Linked DNA regions of Sus scrofa: region 1 is linked to region 2. Evidence: chromatin contacts called from public promoter capture Hi-C data. All regions are on one chromosome and are shown on one strand. The core of a region is the stretch at or near the end of the contact, and the rest is flanking DNA. Distances in the headings are between cores, read along the strand shown.

Region 1 (4,776 bases), core at 1,591-4,090, 620 kb before region 2:
CAGATGCCTTCCAACTCATAGTGTGAGGCACAAATTTCGAAGGCAAGATAGAAAAGACTCCATTCAGGATAGTATACTCCACGAATGAACAAATTTCCTTTTTCTTTTCTTTCTTTTTTTTTTTCTTTTTAGGGCTGCATCCACAGCATGTAGAGGTTCCCAGGCTAGGGGTCACATTGGAGCTACAGCTGCCGGCCTACACCACAGCCACAGCAACACAGGATCCAAGCCACGTCTGCGACCCCCACCACAGCTCATGGTAACACCAGATCTTTAACCCACTGAGCAAGGCCAGTGATCGAACTTGCAACCTCATGGTTCCTAGTCGGATTCGTTTCTGCTGAGCCATGAAGGGAACTCCGAACAAATTTCCAAGACAGCAGTAGCTCAGGGAAGGAGACCAAGGCAGGTGGTTTCTCCCTTTCCTTCTTACCAGGGAAAAAATATTCCAAAGACTAGATGTTCAGTGGCCTTCTGGGCTTGTCAGGGCCATCACTTACTTTATGAACAACCAGAAACTCTAAGGTCCTCTTTGCCTCAGTTTCTCTGAGAATAAAGAAGAAATGACCTAGCCCATAATCTGTCACCCAGAGGCAATTGCATTTTAATGTACTGTTTTTATTCAAGTATTATTTACATAGCTAAAATCTAATAGGAGTTCCCATGGTGGCTCAGTGGGTTACGACCCCGACTAGTATCCATGAAGACAAAGGTTCAATCCCTGGCCCTACTCAGTGGGTTAAGTTGATTGCTGTGAGCTGTGGTATACAGGTCACAGATGTGGCTCAGATCTGGTGTGGCTGTGGCTGTGGTGTAGGCCGGGAGCTGTAGTTCCAATGTGACTCTTACCCTGGGAATTTTCAGATGCTTCAGGCATGCCCTAAAAAAGAAAGAAAACAAAATCAAATAAAATATGCTAATTTATTTAGCTCACTATTTTATCATAAGTATTTATTTCCCTTCATCACTGAAAAAAAGTTCTTAGCAAACTTAATTTTAAAGGCTATATAATCATTCCTCTGTTGTTGGACATTAGTTTCAGATACCTTTTCATTATTCAAAATAAATCTGCCATACAAGTCTTTGGGTTTACATCTTCAAAAAGAAATTAAAATAAATAAGTTTTAAGTTTTAAAATAATACAGAAAAGTACAAGGTAAAAAAAAAACACTTCACATCCCATCGCTTAAAACAATTGCTATTTATATTTTAGTTAATATTCTTCTCTGTTGATATATTTAATCCGAATTTCAATTATCTCCCTGGAACCCAGCAAGACTCTGCAAGGCCCTCCCTGTCTGCTGTTTGTATATATATAAAAAAAAAAAAAAAAGGCTTTAGGAGTTCCCTTGTGGCACAATGTTAAGTACCTGATGGTGTCACTGCAGTGGCCAGGGTCACTGCTCTGGCCCACTTTGAACTCTGGCCCAGGAACTAACCACCACATGCCTCAGGCATGGCAAAAAAAAAAAAAAAACCAAAACAAACTAACAAAAAACCCAAAGGGCTTTAGTTTCCCAGGCCTTCCCCAAGTTCCAAAGAGCAAGCTGAAGATGTCAGCAGGACAATAGCATCACAGGACTCCTTGTTCCTCCTGAAGGGATATAGATAACAATCTGATGTGTGTCTGAGTTCTACTAAAACTAAGACCCCTACCCAGGAGGAAAATGGTGACCACATGTTGACCACAAGCAATAGGCCGGTTGGAACCAGAAGGCTGAGATCCCAGAGATATATCACCTGGTTATGGCACCACCAACCCATTAGAATAAGATCACACACCCTGGAGCCCTCAACCCCAATTCTGCCTTAAAAACTTTTCCCTGAAAACTATGGGGGAGTTAGGGTTTTTTGAACTCCAGCTGCTGTTCTTCCTGGCACGCTGCAATAAACTTTCCTCTGCTCCAAACTCTGATGTTTCGATTTGTTTGGCCTCACCGTGCCACAGGCATACAAACTTGGGTTCTACAATATCCCTAGTAGAATTAATAGGGCAAAAGAATTGGCTTTGTTTAAGGCAATGGTTTTCATTCCTTAGTCTTGAAATTTTGACCTAGTGATACCTAACTTCTTTTTTAGACTGATACTAAACTCCAAGCCCAGAATGTGCCAGAAATTGCCACAACAGGCAATTAAAAACAGGACCATGTTATTCCTTCTAAAAACAAAGCCAGTAAAGGTGTGAGGTCCTAATTTCACGGACGCAGAAAAATTAAGTCACTTGATTAAGCCTGAGGCCAGCTCTCTCCCCACCGCTTTTCCTTTAAATGCCTGCTCACGTGATAGCAGAGGTGCACCCTAGGAAGAAATTTACACTGTCGGGGTAGAGTCAATCTTCCTCCACCTTCCCAAACTTAGGGTTTCTAGAGCTAGCTCCTCGGAAGCCGCAACTCCTCTGGAGACCTTCTCTTCCTCATGTTCTTCTTCATGTCACCTATCCTCACTTCTTTCTTTTAGTCGCCGGCGCTAAAGCTCCATCTCTGCTACAGAATCCCGCTTGCCGGAGGAAGGGCGACCGGGACTACAACCCCCAGGGGGCTTCGCGGGCCCCGCCCCCGGCGGCGCGCAGGGGTGGTCGGGGGCTGAGGTCCCACCGTCTCTTCGCCGCCTTCGGCCCAGAGCAAGCGCACTACAGGTTCCGTGGCACCACACGCGCGGGCAAGCCGGACGGAGCGGTCTGGGGCGGGGCGGGGCGGGGCGGGGCGAGGCGGGGCGGGGCGGGGCAGAGAGGGGAGGGAGAGGCCGGGGCCGGCGGGCGGGTGGGCAGGCGGAGGAAGTGGGTGGGAGCGGAGGCGATGGAGGGGAGGAGTGGGGGAATGGGGGAGGGAAGGGGAAGGGAGGCGGGAGGCGGGGCCGAGCTGGAGCTGGAGTCTGAGCCGGCGGTTGCAGTGGAGGCGGTGATGTCGGTGCAGGTCGTGTCGGCAGCGGCTGCCTCGAAGGTGCCTGAGGTGGAGCTGAAGGACCTGAGCCCTTCCGAGGCGGAGGCGCAGCTGGGACTGAGCACGGCGGCTGTGAGCGCCATGGCCCCTCCAGCAGGCGGTGGGGACCCTGAGGCTCCAGCTCCCGCGGCGGAGCGGCCCCCGGCCCCTGGCCCGGGATCGGGGCCCGCCGCGGCTCTCAGCCCCGCCGCTGGGAAAGTGCCTCAGGCGTCGGCCATGAAGCGGAGCGACCCTCATCACCAGCATCAGAGACACCGCGACGGCGGCGAGGCCCTGGTCAGCCCCGACGGCACCGTCACCGAGGCGCCGCGTACAGTCAAGAAGGTATTGGGGCCGGGCTGCCTCTGTCGGAGAGGGAGGGTAGGAGGGGGAACCGCAGATCCTCGCGGCGCGGCGCCACCCTCCACGCCCTCTCTTGTCATCGTAGAAGCCGAGAGATCCCTTTCGCCCTTAAATCCGCTCTCTCGGAGATGCCCCCTTCCTGGCCCCATGCTGAGGAGTGAAGACTCCAGGGGGTACGGCCGTACTTCGCTGGGAATAACATGGAGGTAGCGCTCTCGCCTACTACTTGGAATAGTAGGCTGGGAGAGGAGAGCCACCTAATCTTAGCCCTCGCTGAACTCCCCGACATGCTCCGTGTGTATGTTCCAGACTGTCGGGGAGAAGACCCCGATGGTGTAGAAAAACCTCACTGCTTATGAGAGTTCACTCAGCAGTAAGGGTTCTCTCTTGGAAGAACGAGTAAGGAGTAGTTACCTCGCTCTGAGATCCTCAGTTGTGTGGTTTCTGTGCAGATGATGACTTTCTGCCGTTCTTGTCCAACCACTTCCATCGAGCAGTACTGATGCTGTGCCCTTCATTCCAGATTCTGCGATCTCCTTACATCCTCTCTGAATGTAGAAGGGTAATGGACTCTCTTCACTCTTTTCTCTTCAGAGGTTTGTTCTCTCTGCCCAGTAGTTGGTCGCCACCAAGATTATTGTACTGTGTATGAAGAGGTGATTGTTTTATTAGGTCTTTCATTATGATCTGAAAGTGTTAGGAAGTGTTAGGAATGCTTCTCTTTTTGGGAAAAGCGATCACAGTGGGGTTTTCTGTCTCAGCTGTCAGTTTCTTCCAGACAGAGTTTTGAAGAAGAGCACCAAGGAGTAGGTGTGCCTAGATGTGTGATTTTAATACCCATCCCAGTATTATTTTTAGGATGGCTCTATCTATGGTGTGTTTCTCCTCTCATAAAGCTAAGTCAGTACAGGAAAAAAAAAGGGGGAAATATTGCAAAAACAGCAATGTGGATCACATCAAAAGGGATGATTGCTCTAATTTCTGAGGCATGATGTGAACATGGTGATTTATGGTTTTTTTGTTTTGTGAATGATTTTTAATTGCTTTATCAGAACATTGAGAAAATGATAACAGTCTGCATTGGTTTCACTGTGTGGGACTCAGCTGAAGTGGAACCTTGGATCCAGCCTAACTTTTCTTATAACTGCCTCATTATTAAGGTATAGAGCAGAGAACCCTTTCATTCGAATTACCCAAATATAGATGATCAGACAGTGTCAGAGGCAAGAGTGAAAGCTGTGTTTAATGATGCTTTAGGACATTGTCTTCACATTTGCATTATGAATCTCCCATGGGAGGAGCTATAGGAGGAAAGAGGGGCAGCACAGGCACCAGTGCTGGTAGTACCTAGATTCGAGTCTGGAAATCTGAAACACGTTTGTAAACCAGTCAAGCTGCTTTATAACTTTGGCCAGATCCTGTGATTAAGGGTCTTTTTGTGTAAACTCTGTATTTTGGTAAGAGTGTTTGACAAATTGCCTTTAGAACATGGGAT
Region 2 (4,874 bases), core at 523-3,022:
CCAAACAACTTGAGTTATATAAACAAAACCCTGCAACAGGGGGAAATGGTGGGGGGATGGGGTGAGGGAGAAACAAGAAGCAGGAGAGACAGACTTTTCAACTGCGTTTCTCACACTACCACTCCCCACCCGGATTCCCCTCTCCCCAGGGATTAGCTGTTCACAACACTGGGCTCATTTCCTCTCTCCCCCCACCCTCTAAATTACCCCTCAAAAAAATGTCTCGATTTGTCCCAAGAACCTTCGCGAATTTCTCTAGCTGGTCATGAAATAATCAGTCTGGACTCCAACCAAAACCACTGCCTGAAGGACTCTTATCAGTTAGAGCTGTCCCACTGCTACCTTCAGAGTACACAAAGTTGGGGGGGGGGTCGGAAAATAAAGGGTGTCATTTGGCAAGATCAGGATAATTATTCCCCAAGAACCTTATTCTCAAACAGGGAGTTTGCTTAAATGGCTAGCACAGGGGCTATTTAGTCAGGGAGATCCTCTTTCTCTCTCCCTCCCCACAGCTGTCATAGCCACAATATGGAGGGTGGCTGGCTGGAGGGCCTGGGGGTCCTCACCAAATACAACTATGGGTGGGATAGGCATTGTCGGTGGGGTTCTTCCAGGGACAAGGAAGCTTAACAGGGGTCTCGGATTGAAAACACTCAGAGCTCTTTATTACAAGAGGGGGCACTGAGTAGAATACTCTCTTCCTAATATAGAAAGGAATTAGGGATAAAGGAGGTCACTTGAGTTACCCCAGTTCAAGAAGCATTGTGAGTGGAGGGAATGGAGGCATCTCAAGAACAGGAGAAAGGCTTCACTCTCGGGAATTTCTATATCGAGTCCCTAAATCCAGAGCGAGCAGAGAGGAAAAAGAACGTGGGCTCTGTAGTGGAGAGAGGTGGCTGGTCCTGCAAAAAAAAAAAAAAAAGAAAAGAAAGAAAAAAAAAAAAAAGCCGTTTTGGGAGTCCAAACGTCGTGGAGAAAAGTCACGGGCACTGGGGGTGCAGAAAGAGCGTGGAACAACGCACATTTCGGGGTGCTGCAGATAAAGGGGGAGCCGAGAAGGCTCTCAGCTCCTGGGAGGTGCCAAGGAGCCTCCGTAGGCACTGGGGGGAGGGAGACGAAAGAAGGAGCCTCGGACAGTGGCCTGGAGTGCCCCTGGGCCCCTGTTTAGGTTTCAAGGGGGTGCCGTGGGCATCCCCATACTGCCCCCCACATACAGCCCGAATCCCCCCTCCTCGAAGGATACAGCTTGACCACGTCTGTGTCCATCCGCCTCTTGCCCGGACTAGGGGATGACATGGTGTCGCCGCTGCCTCCCCGTCGCCTGCGCCGCCGCCGCCTCTCTCCTTTCCTCGGCCCGTCTGTCACGGGCCCTGGGCCCCGGCTCTGAGGAGCCCGCGGTCGCGCCGGCTCCTCGGTGGAGGTGGCAACACCCCCGCGGTCTTGTCCGGTCCCGTCAGCCGCCGCCGCCGCCGCCGCCCCCCGCACGGGGGAACACCGGGCACTGTCCGGCCGAGTGGGGGTGGGGACCCCGCGGCGCCCGGCTCAGGCTGCCCCTCTCCGGCTGTGGGTTCCGCCTCGGCCCAGCCCCGGCGCGCCTCTGTGCCGCGCGACTCTCCCTCCTTCCTGCTCTAGCTCGCTCGCCTGCTTGCCTGCTCGCCCGCTCACCCTCTCGCCGGCTCCCTAGCAGCCTCCACGACAAGCGGACGATTCCTGCTCAGTCGGCCTCTCTACCCCAGCCTCGCTCTGGGCGCCGTGACGTCACCTCTGTGACGTCATCGGAGGGGGCGGGTCCGGCTGGCAAAAGGGGTGGGGTGCCGCCGCCGCCGCGGCGTGAACTTTTCTCGAGGGATTCTGGGAGATGTAGTTCCACTTTCTCCTGACCGCCCAGCTCTCCGCCCCCTCCCCCAACTCCCCCACACACTTAATCGCTCAACTGCCAGTGTCGTTATCATCATCATAAACGATAATGGTTAAATAATGGCACTATTATTACATCCATGTATTTTAGGGTAATGACCCTCCTTCCCACGTACACTGTTAAAAATTCTGTTTATTTGATTTGAGGAAGCCAAGGTGGCAATTAACCCAGTCACCAAAATCTGGAAATTCCTACACAAGCATTTCCCTGCACTCTGCTCCCTCCTTGGAGGGAGAGAATTTGTTTGCATGGATTGTAGACTAGAGCAAGGCATCTCTGAGCTTGCAAATCAGAGTTTGCTATGCTCCTGTGTATAGGGTCACCTTTTCAAGGATTAGAGTTGAGGCGGCCAGGCCACAAGGCCAGAAATAATTTAGTACTAACATCCTTATTCTATTCAGTATGAGGTGATTTCACAAAATGAATGACTGATAGAAGCAGAAATACCCCAAACATGCTCTTCTTCAGGCAAATTGTTCTGCCCTCCAAACTCCTATATCAACCCCATATACTTCATCATTCAGTAAGTATTTATTGAGCACCTATTGTAGTCATCACCCTGCTGGACATGAGGATATGGTGAACTAAGAAATACTTTAAATTTACACGGCACTCCCAATACGGTCTAGATTTAGAGTGTCAGCATCACCTGGGAACTTGTTAGAAATGCAGGCTAGGGCTCCACCACAGACCTACTGAATTAGAATTCGCAATTTAACAAGGTCCCCAGGTGATTCCTTTGTGTAGTAAAGTTTGAGATACACCGCTCTACAAAGCTCTCCAAAAGAAGTGACGCGGAACCCAGAAGTCAACCCGCCAAAGGAGGCAGGAAAAAGTGTTCTAGGCAGCTCTTGTATTTATATCCCATTTTCACTGCCACCTGTTTTCAAAATTTTTATCTATTCCCTTGTTCCCATGAATACATTTGAATTTTGTCAAACCATGTGCTGTGAGTTGGGTCCCCTTATGTAACAGCTATACACACACACACACAAACCTGGAGCCAAACTTGGCTCCCCACTCTCCTTCACCTGAGTATCTCCCACTCTTGTGATTCCCAAGCTTTGGTGTACTTCTGAATCACCTGGGGAGCTTGTTAAGCTCACAAATGTCCAGGCCCCACCCTGGGAATTCTGATTCAGAGGGTCGAGGGTGGGGCTTGGATGTCTAAGTCTTTAACAAGCTCCCCAGATGATTCTGATGCAGGCCAAAGTTTGAGAACCACTCCTGATAGATTCCACCATAGGCCTCAGCACTTGCCAAACACCTGCCTGACCCCTCTAGGTGGGTCCTGCACTTCCATAACCTCCTCTGCAAATAAGGAGGTTTCTTCCCCACCTGAGAGCAAGGTGGTAAGCTCAGAGAACCCACAGATATTTTTTCCAGAACAGAAAAAACTGATCAGGGATGGGATACTTGAGTAAAAAGGGCATAGAGGGATCTAGAAATTTTCCCTGCTGCTTTAATTCTCACAGATGTTATGCTGCCGTGATCTAAGCACTAAGCAAAAATTATTAGCGAAGTATTTATTTAGAGAGACTTGTTCTGGACTACCCTGGAGAAGGTAGGGCTGCTCTAGCCAGGAATGCAATGGCAGTTAGCCTCTGAGCAGTTGTCAAAAAGGAATCAGCCTTCCCAGTAAGTATCTTAACTCTGAGTTACTTAGGACAAACCTGCCCCTCCCCAGCTCTTAATTATGCCTCAGTTAATTGCTTACATCCTCCCCAAGCATCAGTTTTCTCATCTGTAAAATGTGGTTCATAATGCCCTACCCACTTGAGTGGGTTGATGGAATAGATGGAAAAGATGAATGCGAAAGCCCCTTGTAAACTAAAAATTGCTTTTCATAAAGGCGATGTGAAGTGTTATTGTAAGGTGTGATAGGATACTAGCAGGGGTATTAATATCAATTCTCCACTTGCCCCACTCGCTATGCACTGTGTGGCCGTTAAGAAGAACATTCACTTTTTTGGAGAGGGGGTTTAAGATGTCTTAGTGTTACTCTTTGTGGTGAAGTTATATTTACATTTTTACACCTTTCTCTCTGGGTATCTTGCCATCTGCTCCTTCATAAATCTACCTCCCCTTATTCTGACTTCCTCCCCAAGCCCTCCTCTTTCCAGAGCCTCAGAGGACTCCTGATCATGCCCTATGACCAGGTAGGTTCAAAAGGTGGCACCAAAGTGGTGCCAAATGACAGCCCTGGTTTGATTTATTTTTGGCTTAACGAACCTGGAGCTCCTCTTGAGCAGAGTAAGTTTGCGCTCACCTTGCCTCCCAGTGTTTCAGCCACTCAGAATGTCAATAATTTACTCTAAAACAACACCAGGGCCTGGGAGTGTCTGTTTATATGTGTGCACACGCGGCTGTACACTGGAATGAGCCATGTTCTTCCTTATCAGGGACAACCAGGGACGCCGTGAGGGCACAGCTGTCCAACCCTGCCTGACTCGCCAGTGTTGCAATCTGGGAAGTGTATTCAGGCCTGTTTATCTCTCCCCACGGCTGGGCCAAGCTTGACCAGTGGAGCCTCTGATCTCAGGAATAGCTCCTCAAAGGCAAGAAAATAAGTTTGCAGAGAACATACTGCTTTGAACAAGGCGCTAGGAGGGAGTGAGATGAAACCCATTGGAAGAGCCCCACTCAGAAGCTGCTCTGTCCCTGAAGGTCCCTATTAACCCAATGGCTCCAAAACTAAAGCCAATTTATCACTGTCCCTGATAAATGTGAAAGTCCCCCAAATAAGGCCGCCTGATTCTGTTGGATCATTTCTATTGAGAAAGAGGTTCACTTCCATCTGGCACTCTTGGTATCTGAGATCACAGGCCCAGACCCCTTGAGAGGGCAATAATATCAGCAGTTTCCTTGCTGCCAGGAAATAAAAGCTTAAAACTCATTTCAAGTCATCTCCATGTGACTCTATTACAATCTGTCCCCACAGAAGCAGACATTGGGG

The links. Promoter capture Hi-C pulls out the DNA fragments that hold promoters and counts their contacts.
Region 1: a contact with region 2 is called in a promoter capture Hi-C map of liver, with 5 times the contacts expected there. The contact joins the promoter of AHCYL2 here to the promoter of UBE2H in region 2. A contact is called at or near these places in 1 of 5 promoter capture datasets (liver) and 1 of 2 datasets of contacts at active chromatin or transcription factors (alveolar macrophages).

What each region holds. Positions count from the first base shown.
Region 1 is chr18:19,439,903-19,444,678 of Sscrofa11.1, reverse strand. It overlaps AHCYL2 (adenosylhomocysteinase 3), which reads left to right and starts at 2,840. Exons shown (of 17, transcript XM_005657758.2): 1 at 2,840-3,263. The coding sequence starts at 2,901.
Region 2 is chr18:18,816,510-18,821,383 of Sscrofa11.1, reverse strand. It overlaps UBE2H (ubiquitin-conjugating enzyme E2 H), which reads right to left and starts at 1,772. Exons shown (of 5, transcript XM_021078796.1): 1 at 1,244-1,772. The coding sequence starts at 1,296.